Linked DNA regions of Mus musculus: region 1 is linked to region 2. The links are chromatin contacts, called in public Hi-C maps. All regions are on one chromosome and are shown on one strand. The core of a region is the stretch at or near the end of the contact, and the rest is flanking DNA. Distances in the headings are between cores, read along the strand shown. Region 1 overlaps Gm46401 (a long non-coding RNA gene). Region 2 has its middle 23 kb from the start of Gm35413.

Region 1 (3,980 bases), core at 965-3,464, 160 kb after region 2:
TGCATTTCTGAACACCATAAACTGGCCCTAAATTCTTCTCTGAGGTGAATTTGAGTGCAAAGGAGGAATTGTAAGCCAGGACAGATTGTTCCGAGAGATGGCTGTGTGAAGGAGTTTGATATAGGTTTGTAAGATTATCTCTGGAGAAGTGGAATGGCTCAGGTCCAGGGTCTGCTAGCTGGCTTTCTACAGAGTCAAAATCTGTCCAGGCACAGCTTAACAAGAAGAGATTTGTAATTTTCTCACCAGTTTGTCAGTCCCTAGAGGGAAGAACAATGCTTCTTGTTTCACACACTGCTCCTCTAAGAGGACTGAAACTAACAGTTGCTTGTGTTTGACTCATAGATGACATTGTCCAAGAAGTATCCCTCAGGCAGCTCCAGTCTGCCTCAAATTAGTGTTAACCAGATGTAGGGAATTAGCAACACAGATATACACTTATGAAGAAGTGAACACACACGCAAACATACATAGTGACACATATACAAGCACAAACACACACATGTACATACATACAAACAAACATATAGAACACACATACACTCACACATGCTCACACATACAAACATACATAAATGCATGCACACCCCAATATATCAATACACAGAGGCACACACACATACAGGCTCATTTATAAATACACATACATACGTAAAATACAATGACATGCATATGCATACAGACATACTGTGGTGGTTTGAATGAGTATTTGAACACTTGGTCCCCAGTTGGTGGTGCAGTTTGGGGAAGTTAAGGAACCTTTAGGAGGTGAAGGCGTGCTGGAGGAAGTATGACATGGGGAGTGGGCCTTGAAAGATTATAACCTCATTCCCTCTTCCAGTTTACTCTGCTTCATGATTACCGCTGAAGATGTGATTTCTCAACTTCCTGCTCCAGCAATCTGCTGCCATCTCTCTCTCTCTCTACAACTACAAGACCAAATAAACCATCGCTTCTATAAGTTGTCTTGGTAATGATGCTGAATGACAGCAACAGAGAAGTAGTACACACTCATACACACAAATTATACAGGTTTGCTGTCGTGAAGCAAATATGGACACTCATACACAAATTTACAAAAACATGTCCACACAATATACAGATGCCAGCATCATATATACCTACATATGCATGTATACAAACATGAACATGGACAATTGAAGGAAGAGGAGCAAGAGAAGGAGGAGGAGGAGGAGAGTGATGAATAAAAAGAAAATGTGGACACGAATAAAGATGTGGAGATGGAGGGAAACTTGAGTAGCTCTGACACGCAGAGTTCATTCCTCATGTTCTTAAAAGTAGGAAACTGAATGCTGGTCTAAGTCACTCAAATTCCTTTCCTCACGTTTGGTTTAGATTTATTCTGTTTAGGTTTAATTATCCCCTTACCTGTTGGTGAGTAAAAATGCCTATCCCAAGAACATTCTAAATTGATACATGAAAAAAAATGTCTGCCAGAATATGTACACTATGAGAAGTTCTTTTCTTGTAATGAGAAGTAATGGACATGTGTTTTCTCATATTCCCCTTAGACATCTATGAATGGGCGTGTTTGATCTCTGCCTCCTAGACAGACTCTTCTATGTATGACTGGAGCAAAAGGAGGATACAGAGTTTATGTTCTTGTTTGCTTGGTGTGTTGTTTTGTTTTGTTTTGTTCTGTTCTGTTTTTGTAGCAACTAGTTGCAGGCAAAACCCAACAAAGTAGACATTGTCACTTAGAGGCACAGGCCTTGTGGAAGACAGGGTCTGTCATCGATCCAGGTGAAATCCATCCTTTTTTATCACCCTATTTTTTTTTCCATTCAGTGGTGAGTTTAACCTTCAGATGCTCTTAGTTAGGGATGACATTTGGTCTTCTATTATTATAGAAAATTTTAAAACAACTTTTTGTGAGGAATAGTGTCTCTCCTGAGATAACTTTATGGAACAAAAGACGTTGAGAAAACCTGGATGCTGCAATTAACAGCAAATTACAGGGGTGTTGTTCCGAGTTTTCATTCTCTAGAATTTACACCTAGTTGTCTTCTTGTTATTAGATGAATGGATTTGTTTTTTATTTATATGGGTGCCAGAGAAGTGAAGCAATAATATGTTTTAGAAACAGCAGGCAGGATGAACTTTTAAAGTCTGTCGTCACTTACTGCTGCATCCTGGAAACCTTCAACTGATAGAGCCTCTCACTTCCCTTTCCAGTCTGAAGCTTCTCTGTGAGCTACAGAAGAGGGGAAGATTAGTGGCGGTTACGTTGTGACTATGTCTTCCTCTTTACTCATTTTATGAATCCAGTATTCATCTACTTAGTCACTCAAGAATATGCATTCTTTAGATTTTTGAACATGTGTCATTTTTAAATTTGGATATATAAATATTAAAATACCCATTTACTATAGTGTTCATAATATATATGATAGTACTGATAAACAGCATACATTGTTTCAATATCTGATTAAAATATATGTGCTAAATATTATGACAAAAAAGGAGAGTTCACCCTTCTATATATTTATTTTTGTTTATTTTACATCTTAAAATGAAGCTATCCATTCAGTACATTGATCTCTATTATGTTACACCTTATATTTCCTTCCTTTCAAATATTGTAAATTTCTATTACATGAGCGTGGTAAGACTCTAGCATGGTGGGTAAACACGATAATCTACTGCTGTGAACAACACATCACGGCTTTATTAGCATGAAAACTGACAGCAACCGTTTTCGAGATTATTGAGGCTTGTGGAACTGATGATGTGTTGTTGACTGAGAAGTGTTGACTTTGATTTTTGAAACACTACTTTAAATCATGGTACTTACATGCTTTAACCTCCCTTAAGCTAGCCCACCACCCACCAGAAGTAGTGGGAAAGAAAGGTAATTAAGATGCTGAGGGTCCCTGTTCCCAATTCGGTTTTGATTGGTTAATAAAGTTACTAACAGCCAATGGCCGGGCAGGGAGACAGAGGCAGGACTTTTAGTTTTCCCAGACAAGGGACTAAGGGAAGAAGGAGTGGAATCACCATGATGGGGAAGCAGAGAAATCAGACTTAAGAGTTGCAGGAGAAAAATCATCCAGCCATGTAAGAGTTGGGGGGAGTGGCCACTGGGTCTGGGGGGGAGCAGAGATGAAATAAAGATTTAAGTATTAACTCAAGAATATTGGAGGGGGTGTGTTAGGCACACGGAGGCTCAAGACTGGCACAGCCATTCTAGCCACTAAGCTAGTTAAGACATAAAAAAAAAAAAGAAAGAAAGAAAGAAAGAAAGAAAGAAAGAAAGAAAGAAAGAAAGAAAGAAAGAAAGAAAGAAAGATAGATATTGGGGAAGTGGACCTATTTAGAAATTATTCTTTGGAGCAAATCCAATCTGTGTTGTCAGGAAATCAGCAGTTTAGTTCACAGGAATCAGCAGCGGCAGCTCAATGCACTCGCAAATACTTCACGAATACAACAGCAGCCCGGTTCAGGAGCGTCAAGATAGGAAACAGCAATCAGCAGCAGAGGCACGACTCAACAGAAACAGCCAGGTCTCTGCGGAACCAGCATTTGTCAGTGGGAGTGACAGGGACCAGCAGGGACACCAGAAGATCTCTGCTGTACTTCTCTCAATGAAGCACAGATCAGTGAAAACCAAGATGTGATACCAAAAAGCATTGTAAAGCCAGCTAGGCAAGCTTCTCTCACAGTCTGTTGAGTTCTAGCTATACGCCCTCCAAACATCATGTGTCCTTCCGTGGGTCTTGCCTCAGTACGTGAGTTATGAGTCTATATCCGCTGACATCACTCCGTCAATCTGCTCAAGTCTGTGGAAGAGACAAAAGGCCACCAGAATACCACGAGAAATTGTTTTAGAGTGTTTCTCTCTATGAAGGCACAGAGCCCTTCATCACCTGTTCTTTCACGTGCTTCCTTTAGAAAAACATCTTTATAGTTTTATCTGCTTCAGCAAAACGTACCTTCACCTGTATCTGCTTCAGCAAAAG
Region 2 (4,254 bases), core at 71-2,570:
GCAATGTGGAGAAGGGCTGGCATTTGTCTTATTTCATAGAACAGGAAAGTGAAACTTGGAGACTTTTCAACAAAGTCAGGAGTTATCTACTAAATGGCAGAGTTGAGGTCCCCTCCTTTCCTACCTACTCCAAACTCAGACTTCTGCACAAAGTGGTCATGAATTTGACCATTTACTCTGTCACTGGATCCTCACCCTAAAGCAGATATTTTTCTCATGCAAATGTATATGTTAAGTGTGTATGCCAGTCCCTTTCAATACTAAACTTAGGAGGGAAGCCAGTTTAACTACGTTCTTAAAGGAAGACATATTCAAAAGGGAAGTGAAGGCTGGTGCTACTTCTGAAACCACAAGTTAAATGGGTCACAAAGCTGAGAGCTCTGCTCTTAACATTTTCAGAAGAAAGAAAATAAAAAAGCTATATGCCCCTTCCTCCTCTAAGAAAAAGCACTACTAAACTATTAACATTTCCTCTCATTCATACATTGCCAATCTTCGTTCTCTGGATGAGCTAACCCTCACCTGTAAAAGCCAAATATTATCAGTTCAATTAAACAAAGCTCTTATACCAGACAGGCATTGAGAGAGACTGGAGGGCAAAGCTCTGTCTGTTTTATAAAAGCATCTGAGATGATTTCTCTCCAGAAGTCAGAGGTAATGATAAGCAACTTCATAGAGATAAATCCTCCTCAAACGGTCTAGAATAACTTCCCTCTTTTGTTGTAAACTGACAAACAAGGAATTCAGAAAGATTTCTTGAGGTCTATTCCACAGCTGTGCCTCTGAGGTGGCAAACTACAAGGCAAAAACTGGCAGAAATGACTTAAAATGCAAAAGTCGCAAAGGGAGCTATTGCGGGGGTTGTTACAAATGACTTTGGAGACTTGGGGAGGCGAAATCCTCCAAACTGCACTGAGAAGCAGTCATTTCATCTGGAGACGGTGGGTGATCCTCTCCCCGATACTGCTCGCAGATTGGAGCACCCTCTTATTAAATTACAGTGTTTTATAACCAGGGAATAAAATTGGTATCATGTTTACTATGCAAAATCCCTGCTATTTTTCAAATGGATGTATATATATGTATATATATTTTAATATAAGATTGAAATTTAATATTGAAAGCACCAAGTGATAAAAACCAACCCACCTAGTTTCAAACCCTGCTTAAATTAGTTTTTTTTTTTTTGAATTTCGTATCTAATAACATAGTACAATAATACTGAAACGAGATTAACGCTATGATAGTATTTGTTTAGGAAACCCAGACGGTTGCTATGGAAACAGTCATTCTGCATATCTATGGAAACAGAGACAGTGTTGTAAATAGTGCTACAGAAAGGGGAACCTTGTAAACTTAGCCTTCCATTCTAAGAAAAAGATAGAGTGTGGGATTGTCAAGCAAGGAAAAGTATATTTTCTTGTAAAAGAATGATTTTTCACTATATTCTTATCCTCATGATAGGACTTTTAATCTAACATTTCAAGGCTTGATTCTTTAGTCATCTGTCAGTTACTGTGTTCTTATTGATGATCCAAACAAAGACTAGATATATTAATATGAATATTCACTGGAAATGTTTTCACTCAACTTTAGTCTGATAACATTTTATCAGCCAAATATCTTTCCCACTACTAGTAAAGTAGGAAATATTGTAGAAAGTATACACTTAATTTGATTAAAAATTGAGAGACTAAAGTAATGGCTTTTGAGAATCTAGGTGTAATGTATACTACATAGTTGTGAACTGGGTTATTAAAATAAATTTTGGGTGGGACAAGTGGCCAAGTGGTTGAGGCAATGACCTCCAAAACTTAAGTGAGGTTTCCTATGTTGTGAATGTATGAAATCATTTTTGGAATGCAGGTGGCCTTGTAATGATTCGAGCCTTTGATTCCCTGAGTATGTCATGTCTGACTGAAAGGTAATTAGTATTTCTTAGTTTCCTTTCAACTTCTGATGTGGCCAAGCTATTGCTAGGAAAATGGTGTTGTGCATTGTAGAGTGAATGAAGAAAGTTACTGAAGACCATAATACGTAAAACAGAAACACACAAACCCCCCTCGAACATAATTCTTACCCTAACCCTTGGCAATAATAACGATAGGGTCTGCGCACTTATGAATGTGCAAAGGGTCATCTCGTTTCATCTGAAAAGGTAAGGGACGGTGGCATAATGTCAACAATGTGGTTTGACGGAAGCAACAGAAAGGAAGGAGAGGGCGTTAGATTGTAGCCTTGCCAACCGGTTGAAGATACAAGTTCCAGGCCACCTGATCGAGTCTTGGCATCTTATGCTCTCTTCTTCCTCTTGTGTGTGTGTGTGTGTGTGTGTGTGTGTGTGTGTGTGTGTGTGTGTGTTTAGCTCCGTTGTTAAGGGTGCACAGAGATGGAGCTGATAGTCATCTGGGAGCTGACAGCCGGGCTGATGCCTCTTTGTCAGCTCCTGAATGCTTCTAACATCGAGGCAAGCAATTGTCTCAAATTAATCACTGTTGTGTATTTTAGATTTTTATTTTAATCTAAGGGTTTTTTGTCTTGTTTGTCATTTTTAAAGCTTTCCTAACACAACCTTATGCTATTCATTTTTATAACTCAATTTCAAAGTTGAAGTAACTTTCAAATGATGGTTTAGAAAGGTAGGAAGCTGGGAACCAGCTCTGGAGCAGCTGTCCACCCTGGATCAATCAGAGCTACTCCATTCAGTGTTAGCCCCACTGACTAAATGATAGGAATGACAAATATGTTACTAGACTGTGCTTCCTTCCAGTTTACAGTGCTGTGGTGCTTTGGTTAGTTGTCAATAACTATTGAATTTTAAAATAACTATTAATCAACTAGAAACATAGCTCAGTTGGCAGAGTGTGTGTTTAGCATGTATAAAGCCCCAAGTTCAAATCCCACCAATACATAAATTCCTTAACACCAAGGATTCCATCCCTCTCCAGGGGAAGCAAAAATGTCAGAAGTTCAAGGTCATTCCTTCTGGAAAGGGGAGTTCAAAGCCAGCCTGAACTACATGAGACCTTATTTTACACCAAAATTACATTTAAAATAGGAGGCTACGGAGTGGCTCAATAAATAGCACATTTCCACACCGTCAAGTGCGAGGGCCTGACTGCGGCTTACCTCAACTCGTGTAAAGCCAGGTGTGGGTAGCTCATGTCTTCTGTAACCACAGTTCTCCTATGGCCAAGTTGGAGGTAGAGAAGGGAGATTCCTTGAAAGCCTGATACATAGAGCAACAAAGAAAAAGGAGTCTCAGTAGAGGAGAAGATGAGAACTGACATTCAAGGCTGTCTTCCTACCTCTACATTAAGTATACCTGCACGCACATGCACACACACATACACACGCATACTCACACACAAGCATACAGGTGCACACACACAGAGAAATAAAAATATATATAATAACCATTAAGACCATGCTTCTCAGAGAACTTTAGCTTTCTACAATGCAAATCCCATTAAGAGTCACAATATATGTAAAAATATGTGAGATTTACTGGATATCTCTCATGTGCCAAGAGCTCTCTCATCACTGGGGCAAAGCAGCCTGAGATCCCCACGCTCATAGCAAGAACACATGGATTACCTGAATTCAGGTGGGCTCCCTGTGCAACTGGCCTGTGAGATCACAGGAACCCCATGTTCGCGTGGCTAGCTATTCTCTGTAGACAGTACCTTCAAATTCTTAATTATATTATCATTGAACTTGTATCTTTAAGGAAAGTCTTTTGGGGCCATGAAACATGATCATGGAGAGAGACGAGAGAGAAGGATAGGAGATGCTGAAGGGGAACCTCAAGCCCCAGAATTTCATCCTATTTATTTCCAACTGATGTATCTAAATACCCCAGGATAGATGACTTCAGCCCCAGGAACATGTTAATAAGGTTCAGGAGTCTAGAAGGCCAACATCAAGGTAACAACTGACTCTAATCTCCTGAGAGTCCTCTCTGCTCCTGTGTTGCCACCACCTTCCTATTCTGTCCTCAGATGACAGGGTAGGAGATGAGAGAGAGACACAGAGACAGGGAGAGAGGATGATGACTCTCTCTTTGCGGTTACTAATGACATGAATCTCTGTTTGTCTTCTTTTAACGTTAATTACTTCCTTGCTTCCTGACTTCCTTACCAAGACTACACTGGAGAGCTTGGGACTTAATACATGAGTTTGGAAGGAAGACAGTTAAATCTACCAAAACATTGACCTATTTTTGTTTATATACTTTGCAAAAGCTAGAAACAA

The links. Hi-C and Micro-C count contacts between places; a contact is called where the count stands out from the background.
Region 1: a contact with region 2 is called in a Hi-C map of bone marrow-derived macrophages, with 2.1 times the contacts expected there. The contact joins two enhancer-like sites. A contact is called at or near these places in 3 of 484 Hi-C or Micro-C datasets (B cells, bone marrow-derived macrophages and embryonic stem cells) and 1 of 115 datasets of contacts at active chromatin or transcription factors (CD8 T cells).

The regions. Positions count from the first base shown.
Region 1 is chr13:5,937,362-5,941,341 of GRCm38.p6, forward strand. All of the region lies in intron 1 of Gm46401 (a long non-coding RNA gene), which reads left to right. Among named protein-coding and RNA genes, the nearest start is that of Gm46401, 24 kb to the left of the region's middle. Within about 2 kb of position 2,215, at least 25 of the 459 cell types and tissues checked have an H3K27ac peak or open chromatin away from gene starts, as enhancers often do. A contact at or near this core is called in bone marrow-derived macrophages, where this site is marked.
Region 2 is chr13:5,778,306-5,782,559 of GRCm38.p6, forward strand. No RefSeq gene overlaps it. Among named protein-coding and RNA genes, the nearest start is that of Gm35413, 23 kb to the right of the region's middle. Within about 2 kb of position 1,321, at least 87 of the 459 cell types and tissues checked have an H3K27ac peak or open chromatin away from gene starts, as enhancers often do. A contact at or near this core is called in bone marrow-derived macrophages, where this site is marked.